Linked DNA regions of Gossypium hirsutum: all the other regions are linked to region 2. The links are chromatin contacts, called in public Hi-C maps. All regions are on one chromosome and are shown on one strand. Each heading gives the region's core, a stretch centred on a gene start, on an enhancer-like site or on the middle of the called end of the contact. The rest is flanking DNA. Distances are from core to core; before and after follow the strand shown.

The links. Hi-C and Micro-C count contacts between places; a contact is called where the count stands out from the background.
Region 1: a Hi-C map of leaf shows a contact between it and region 2, with 5 times the contacts expected there. The contact joins the promoter of LOC107886638 here to the enhancer-like site in region 2. A contact is called at or near these places in 5 of 34 Hi-C or Micro-C datasets (callus, hypocotyl and leaf).
Region 3: a Hi-C map of leaf shows a contact between it and region 2, with 9 times the contacts expected there. The contact joins the promoter of LOC107886654 here to the enhancer-like site in region 2. A contact is called at or near these places in 13 of 34 Hi-C or Micro-C datasets (callus, hypocotyl, leaf and 1 more).

Annotation. Positions count from the first base shown.
Region 1 is chrA03:102,308,217-102,310,916 of Gossypium_hirsutum_v2.1, forward strand. LOC107886638 (LOB domain-containing protein 42) reads right to left here and starts at 1,398. Exons shown (of 2, transcript XM_016810670.2): 1 at 1,061-1,398; 2 at 230-973. The coding sequence starts at 1,250. The coding sequence ends at 468.
Region 2 is chrA03:102,074,628-102,077,327 of Gossypium_hirsutum_v2.1, forward strand. No RefSeq gene overlaps it. Among protein-coding and RNA genes, the nearest start is that of LOC107929704, 55 kb to the right of the region's middle. Within about 2 kb of position 1,309, at least 6 of the 9 cell types and tissues checked have an H3K27ac peak or open chromatin away from gene starts, as enhancers often do. A contact at or near this core is called in hypocotyl and leaf, where this site is marked.
Region 3 is chrA03:101,874,020-101,876,719 of Gossypium_hirsutum_v2.1, forward strand. LOC107886654 reads left to right here and starts at 1,380. Exons shown (of 2, transcript XR_001680832.2): 1 at 1,380-2,700.

The DNA.
Region 1 (2,700 bases), core at 148-2,647, 230 kb after region 2:
TTTTAGATTAAAAAGATAAACAAATGAACAAATAAATTGAAGCCTACAACTTACAGCAGCAAGCACCAAGAAGAATCTAAATTGGGGTGCCACTGCCAGTCATATTTTCTTATTGCAGCCTTGTCAGCATCGTGATAACCTACTCATAAATCAAAACCTACAAATTTAAACAAACCCATATATGGAAAGTATATCACACCTAACCATATCACCAAACTAGAAAGCACCATTCAATAATTCTATCAACTTCATATAGCTGTCTTTAAAATAAAAAGAACCCATCAACATTTGTTTTTGACCCAAACAGAAACGAAACAAAGTTTAAAATACTTGCAGCATTCTAATATTCTATCATACGATGAGGTTGAAACTAGAGGTGATAGTTTTATAGCCGCCAAAATTTCTTCAATCTATAATGAAAGAAGCAAAAAAAGGAGGATTCATTTTTTGTTTAAGGGTGGATTATTTCATCCTAAGTGCGTCGCCTCAGGAAGCAAAGCAAGAGTGAGTTCTAAGCCAACATTACTACTATCCTCAAACTTCAAGATAGGACCCCTTTTGGCGTGGTTTACCAGCGAACCCTCCACGGTCTCCACAGAGAAGGTGCTCTCATCTTCTTTGCTGTCACCATTTCCGAGTTGGCTCATCCACGAGTCAACCACCTGTCGCTTGGAGCGAGTCCTGGATCGCTTGAAACGAGTGCGGGTCTTGACCTTGTCGACGTCTGCTGCTGCAGCTGGTTTGGTGTCCTTGAAGACATGGCGGATGTCGTAGGTCTTGAGAGGGGAAATCGGTTGCTCTTCTTCAACTGATTCCAAAGATGATGAAGTTTGGGTTATGGGGGAGCCTTTCAGCACAGCATCAACGGCTGCTTGGCACTCACCCCAGTTCCCGGACCAAAGCATCCCAATTGACCCATAAACTGGATTTACCACACGCCCACAGGCCTCGTATAAAAGTGATCTAAAAATAGCTACAAACAAAATGCATACAAAAAAAAAAGTTAAAAGCAATTAATGAAATCTTGTTTTTGGTTGGGTGGGGTTAATGAAGTACGTACCAGGGCGAAGGTTTTCAGGGCCGGCTTCAATTAGGTTGAGGAGACCAGCTCGGCCATAGAATTTGGCAAGGAAGAGAGTAGCATTGGCTTGAGAATCAGAGGACTTGATCCATTGAAGACAAGGTCTAATGGTGCAGTTTTCGGTGCAGCCCTTACGCAGGACCCTGCAGCCATTACAGCTCATCCTCATCGTAATTATATTTCAGAGAGAGATCGAGGGAGAAGGAGGAGAAGGAGAAGTGAAAGATTATGGTTAATATAAAGGTGGGCAGCGCAGTGGTTTCCAAAGGAGTAAAAGACCTGAAAACCGGGGGTGAGTGAGGAGTGTGTTCTTTAATTTCCCTTCTTCTTCTTCTTGTTTAGGTAAAGTTGGGGACTGCCCCTCTTTGGTAAATGAGATTGGTTTTGGCGCTTTCCTCCTTTTCCAAACAACCCTACATGCACGATTTTATTACATAATCTACCATCCATCTTGCTTTTAACTCCTCAATTAAATATCAATATGTACTCTTTCCAAATTTTATATTAACTTCATAATCAATCATTTATTTTATTACTTTTTTAATTTGCAAAGCTTTACTTCTTCATTTCTTATATTATATACCATTATTACCCATTAGAGTTTTTTTTTCTTGATTATAGGATAATGGAATTTTCTACAAATAAATTATTATGTCTTCTAATTTATGCTGTAATTTGAGAAACAGAGAGGCCAAAATGCATGCCAATAATATATATATAACTCTACAACCTTTATTTTCCTTTTTTTTTGTACACATTGAACAATTCCTTAATATTTTAACCGGTAAATAAGTAATTTATGTACAAATAAATGTTGAATTTGTTAGGAGTTTTATTAAGAATAAGGATTTATTGAAATACAAATAAAGGGGATAAATACAAAAACAGAAAGAGGACAGCAGTTGAGAAGTGGAAGCCATGCAAGCAAGCAAAAGGGAAGAGAGAGGCAGAAAATCCGCAACAGATGCACGTGCCAAGCGCAAGCTCCCTTTATCTTAGAACTGCGTGCATCTCGCCACATCTCATTTCGAGCTCTACCCTGAAACCATCTTATAATATATACCTCCTGGTTTTCAGGAGTCCGTCCGTACAAATGACCTACCTGGGTCTTATTTTCACTTCAAATCCCTCAGTAATTTATCCTTTTCTTTTTACTTCTTTCTAATTCTTCTACCATATATCAGACTGGGTATTTTCTAAAATGCTATTTTTCTTTTTACAAATTTTGAATAATATCTCTACGCAATCCTAAAATAATCGGTATTTTTTCTATTTTCTATACATTTTATTTTTTTTTCCTTTAAAGAAAAAAAAAGGGGGGGGGAATCAGTTATGTCTAGTATTTTATGTAAGACTGTGGGCGCCTAAAGAGATACTGCCTGTGGTTTTAACAAATAGCCTGATTTCTATTTTGATTTTATCTCTAGTCTCCTTTGGTATCAACACAATATATACAATCACACCAACATAAAAATGTATACTCTTCATTCGTAGATATAGTAAAAAAAATTATTTTTAATTCTGGTGTGAGTTAATATTTATAACAATAAAACTAAAATACAGCTAAACATAACCACATTGATGCAATATGAGTTTGACTAATGAGGTATAAAGAGTTG
Region 2 (2,700 bases), core at 59-2,558:
GTTTTTTATATATATTTAAGATCAAATTGATAGAATGTGTAAATATTAGAGGGTTAAATTTATTATTAGACCAATAAAAAAAACCCAGTCAACACTTCTGTCAAATTTCAAATGGCTTTTATTGCTTGGTGACCAAAAAATTTAATTTTGAATAGTTTAATGACTAAATCGAAAAGAATTTAAAATTTAGTGACCAAAATAGAACGTGAGAAATATTTTAGTGACCATTTTTGTATTTTATCCTTATTTTTTTTAACATCATGGGCCAATTTGGGTAACAAAGGATAGTTTGAGGGTGCATTTGTTTTATGGAAAATGAATGTTGGTTTCATGAAAAACAACTCGGTCAACTGAAAATAAGTCCATTTTCTTGTAAATTAACTTACCATTTTGAAAAGCGTAAGTTATTTTTCGAAAATGAACTCTTTTATGAATAATTTTATCTTTATATAAAAATTAACTTGAATCAAATCTAATATTATTATATTAATAATCAATTTTTATTTTTATTTTAAAATATTTAAAAATATTAAAATAATAAAATATTAGTATCAAATATTGTAATGTGTAATATTCTTAAACATGCATATTTAATTATTTATATTTAATAATATAATTTATTATTTTAATAAATTATTTAATATTACAATTTTATTTTAATAAAAAATTAACAATAATAATTTTAAATTTTAAATAATATTATAAATATATTATTGAAAAATATTTATATTAATATTTTAATAATAAAGATATATTACAATTTATAAATATTTAATAATAAATGTTTTCTGATATAAGATATGAAAAAAATTTGAGCGAAAAATATGAATATTTTAAAAATATATATTACAATTTTATATTTATCTCTTACAACTCAAATGTGTCACTATCCACTTTCATATGCGTAATATATGTAATTTAAATTAGGTTTTAATTAAACATTGTTTATTATTAAGTTTATATATGATATTAATTATTACTATAATATTTTGTAAAAAATAAATTATGTTGTGTTTGTTTTATTAAGAACAACTTGTGAAAAATGATTTCAGGAAAATTTTTCAAATAACGAATTTTTTTTTACACAGGATCATCAAACTTTAGAAAATATCAAAGTTAGATGAAAAAAGATTGGATACTAAAGTGAAAAAATTATATAGTTTAGGGGCCAAAGTGAGTATGCCTTTTTTCCAACATAAAACATTCATTAAAGAATGGGAATAAGTGCAATAGTGGCCCAGAAAGCCCATACATACAATAATAAAAATCAGGCCCCAAAAAACCGAAGGTCCCAGCGTCAAACATTACCAGTAAAACCCAGCTCCTAAAAGGCTCCTCAACCTCTGTAATCGGAGGCGGAGGTTTAGGGAACGCCAAGGGATGTCGAGGAAGAAAGAAGCACGGTGGTCCCACCCGTCGTCGTCATGAATGCCTCTGCTAAAGAGTATGCCCTGGCCCAGGTCAAGAAAAGACACCATCGACCACTGGGAAGCCAAAGGACAGGGGAGACATCATATTCTAATAATAGAAGAAATGATTGAACCGATCATATCACTATTCTTAATTCAATTGGTTTGATTAATTTAACAGTTAAACTAACAAAAATTAAATAAATAATCATAATGTTTTCTATTTTAAAAAGTTAAACTAGTTAACATATTCGACTATTAATTCTTGTCATAATTTTCTATTTTTATTGGTTGAGTAGTTTTTGATTCAATCAATTAAACTTTTTTTGTTCGACCGGAATAATATACTGACTAATTTTTTATCAAATCGATCCGATCAATCAATCTAGTTATATTCTAAGAACACTGGTCATATCATTAAATTTTGACGGAATTCAAGTTTAGAAATAAAAATAAATCCAATTATAAATTCAAGTAATAAAATGAAAAAAAATGTATAAGTATGAAAATAAATTTAATTACCAAATTGAGTAAAAAAATATTATGTTTAAACAAATTAGTTTTGGTCAATTTATGTATGATGTTTGAGTAGTTAATGTTATTGAAACAGTTGTGATAGATATAGTGAATTCCCACGTTGTTGGAGACTTGCTTTATTTTTTTCTTCTTTTGGTATGATTCGAGTAGTTGAGATATAAATGTAAGTAATAACTTTTTATAAAAGTTTTGTTCTGGAAGCCAAAAACTTGAAATATATGATTGAAATTATCTCAAATTATAATTTTAACTAACAAGTTGCATAGAAGAAAGAAAGAACAACACTTACGAAATCCTAAAGAAATCAATTATCTTATATTATAGGACATTTACAGTATGGGCAAAAATAATTTCTTTACTTAAAAAAGATTTTTATTGAAATTATAAAAGATGAGGATTTGAGAAACTTTAAATTTTATTTTATTTTTTTTAGATTTTATATAAAATATAAATATAATTATTAATTATTAATTATTTTTTAATTAATTTTTTATCAATTGGCCCATAACATCAATTCCGTTAAAGATTTAATATTAATATAAACTTAAGAGTACAATCTCATAATTAGGGTTTGCATTCAATATACTATACTATACAAGTTCATACACAGTAAGTATCATCAATTAATAATTAAACAGATATTAGAACCATAACACTGAATAAAATAACTATTTAATAACTGATATTTTGTAACTGTATAAATTTATTCATTGTCATGAATATAAATTGAAGTTACATGTAAAGTGTTGTTTAA
Region 3 (2,700 bases), core at 130-2,629, 200 kb before region 2:
TCAAAATTTTTATTATCTCTCACATTTATTATCTAATTTTCAACTTATGCAAAATGGTCCCTAGTTAGGGTTTCCATGAAAAATACTTTACAAAAGTTGTTTATTACACAACCATAACTCATATTCTTCCATAAAATTTCCATTAACAACACATATGATTTCATGGAAAAACCCTAGACTCTAACCATTTTGCAAAACAGTCCCCTCATTTGAAAGCTCATGTTACAAGGGTTCTAAAAGTACAAAAATCATCAAGAAAAACCATCAAGATCACTTACTTGTAGAGAGACTAAGTGGCTGAAATTTCAAGCTTCAAAAACTCCTCTAATGGATGATATTTTCGGTCAAGAAGAAAGGATGGATGAAAAAGATGAAGGCTAGGCTTTAGGGTATTATTTTATCACATATTATGTCATCAAATACCTAACATTTTGACCATTCAATTTTCTTTGTCTCATGGCCAGCCAGGCTATAATCTAAGGGTCTATTTGCCCTTTAAAGACTCCCAATTTAAGTTTCATGGCAATTTAACACCCTTAGCTATCAAATCGTGACTTTTTCACTTTATACGATTTAGTCCTTTTTCGCAATTAAGCCCACAAATGCTAAAATTACTTCACCAAATTTTCCATGCACTCATATAATAATGCTATAACACATAAAATAATATCAAAAATAATTTCTTTAACCTCAGGTCAATGGTCCCAAAACCACTGTTTTAACTAGGCCCAAAAATCGGGTTGTTACAAAGCCCTTCTTAAACAAGTCTTTTATTAGCTTCAAAACTCTCTCAAAAGATAATGATAAGCATATTCAACCATTAAACTTCTCTCTTTTCCTCCAAGTCAATCGATTGAAAGATGATAATAACATGTTGTAGTACGAAATTACTTCCTCATTTACTGTTCACCAAGATTAAATTATAAGCCATGTTATTAAAAAGTCAAACATATCAACTCAAAAACCTTGACTACACCAAAAATGTTGTTCTATTTGTTGTTCGAACATGAAATGGAAGAAAAGAAGCAATCAAAGTTTCTAACAAATTTAAACTTTATTTAATGTAAAATAAATTATTAAATTATTAATAATTAACAAAAAATCCAAGAATGAATGCTAGGAACCTTGAACTCATGAGTCACATCATCAACTTGTAATTTTCAAAGCATACAACAAAGCAAGAAAAAAAATGAAAGGTGAAAATATTGTAGGACATGGTGAACATATCCACATTAATCTTGATAAACTGAATATCTACATGCATAGTAGCTTACTCTTCAATCCACGGTTTCATCATTTTGCAAGGTCCACATTATTAGAGAAAGTAGTTGTTAACTACTCAACTAAAATTAGCTCAAGAAGTTAGGAGTAGTTGTTATTCTGTTTTCTTTTTGTTAGTCATTCCAATTAGCATTTCTTAGATTCTTTTGTGTATAAATTCTCACTTGATGTATTGCTGAATAAGTACGAATGAAATTCTTTTTACTCTTAGAATTCTAATACGGTATTAGAGTGTTTTTTTTTGCTAGTTGCTGCGTTTTCACTATGGATTCTGTCAATGTGTTGGAATTGACAAATAAAATTTTCAATCCTTTTACTTTTGCCTCTCAAAAGATAGCCATACTTATCGATGATAGTAATTTCCTCACTTAGAAGAAACATGTTCTGCTCATTCTGAAGACTCACTAGTTGCAATCTTTTATTGACGGTTGTTGTGCTGCTGCGAGTTTTGCCCGGTGTTGATGGTGCTCTCATTGAGAATCCAGCCTATGATCAATATGAGCAGTAAGACTCGACACTATTGGCTTGGCTTCTTTCTACGATCAATGCTTCTCTCCATTACCAACTAATTGTAAGTTCTGCATTGGCGTTTAAACTTTGGGAAGCTATTAACCAGATTTTTAGCACCTAGTCCACCAGCAAGGCTATGCGTTACAGATATTTACTCTATCAGTTCAAGAAAAATAACTTGTCTATGTCTACATACCTGGCTTAGATCAAACATTTGTGTGATTCTTTGGCTGGTTGCAGTCAGCATGTGTCGTGGGAAGAATATCAATTCGCCATCCTTATCGGTCTTCTTCCGGAGTTTGATTATGTTGTATCTATCATTACGACCGGCCGTGTTCCTTTTGATTTGCAAGGAATCACCATCGCTCTATTGGATGCCAAAGCATGCCAGTAAGCTCACCTCTCTCAGGTTACCTTCTCGGCTAATCTTGTTATTCTGGACAAGTCTGCACCATGAATGCTCCTTACATATACTGAACAACCTCTGCCAAAAGCGTTTTGGTCACATTGAGGGTTTGCTCGCAATTATAGAAGTGTTCGATTTGGCGGTGCACGACCACAGTGTTAGATCTACGGGAAGATTGGTAACGTGGCTTGGCGTTGCTTTTACAGGTACGACTCTACTTATGATGATGATGATGATTGTGGTAATCTTAATGGATCTAGTCAAAGTGATTCTTCATTTGATGGGCTTACTTCTCAATTATGGCCCAAACCAGTGTCAGCCTACATATGTTATACAAACCATGAGGCATCTGACTGTCATTACTCTAGGCTCCTGTATCTTTGGGCTCTTTCTTTTCATCTAAGGCTCTTAGTGTCTCACTTTCGTTACCGATCTTTGCTTCGTCTATTGTTGCTAGCCTGCTATTATGTCAGATCTGACATGGTACTCGGATAATGGGGCTA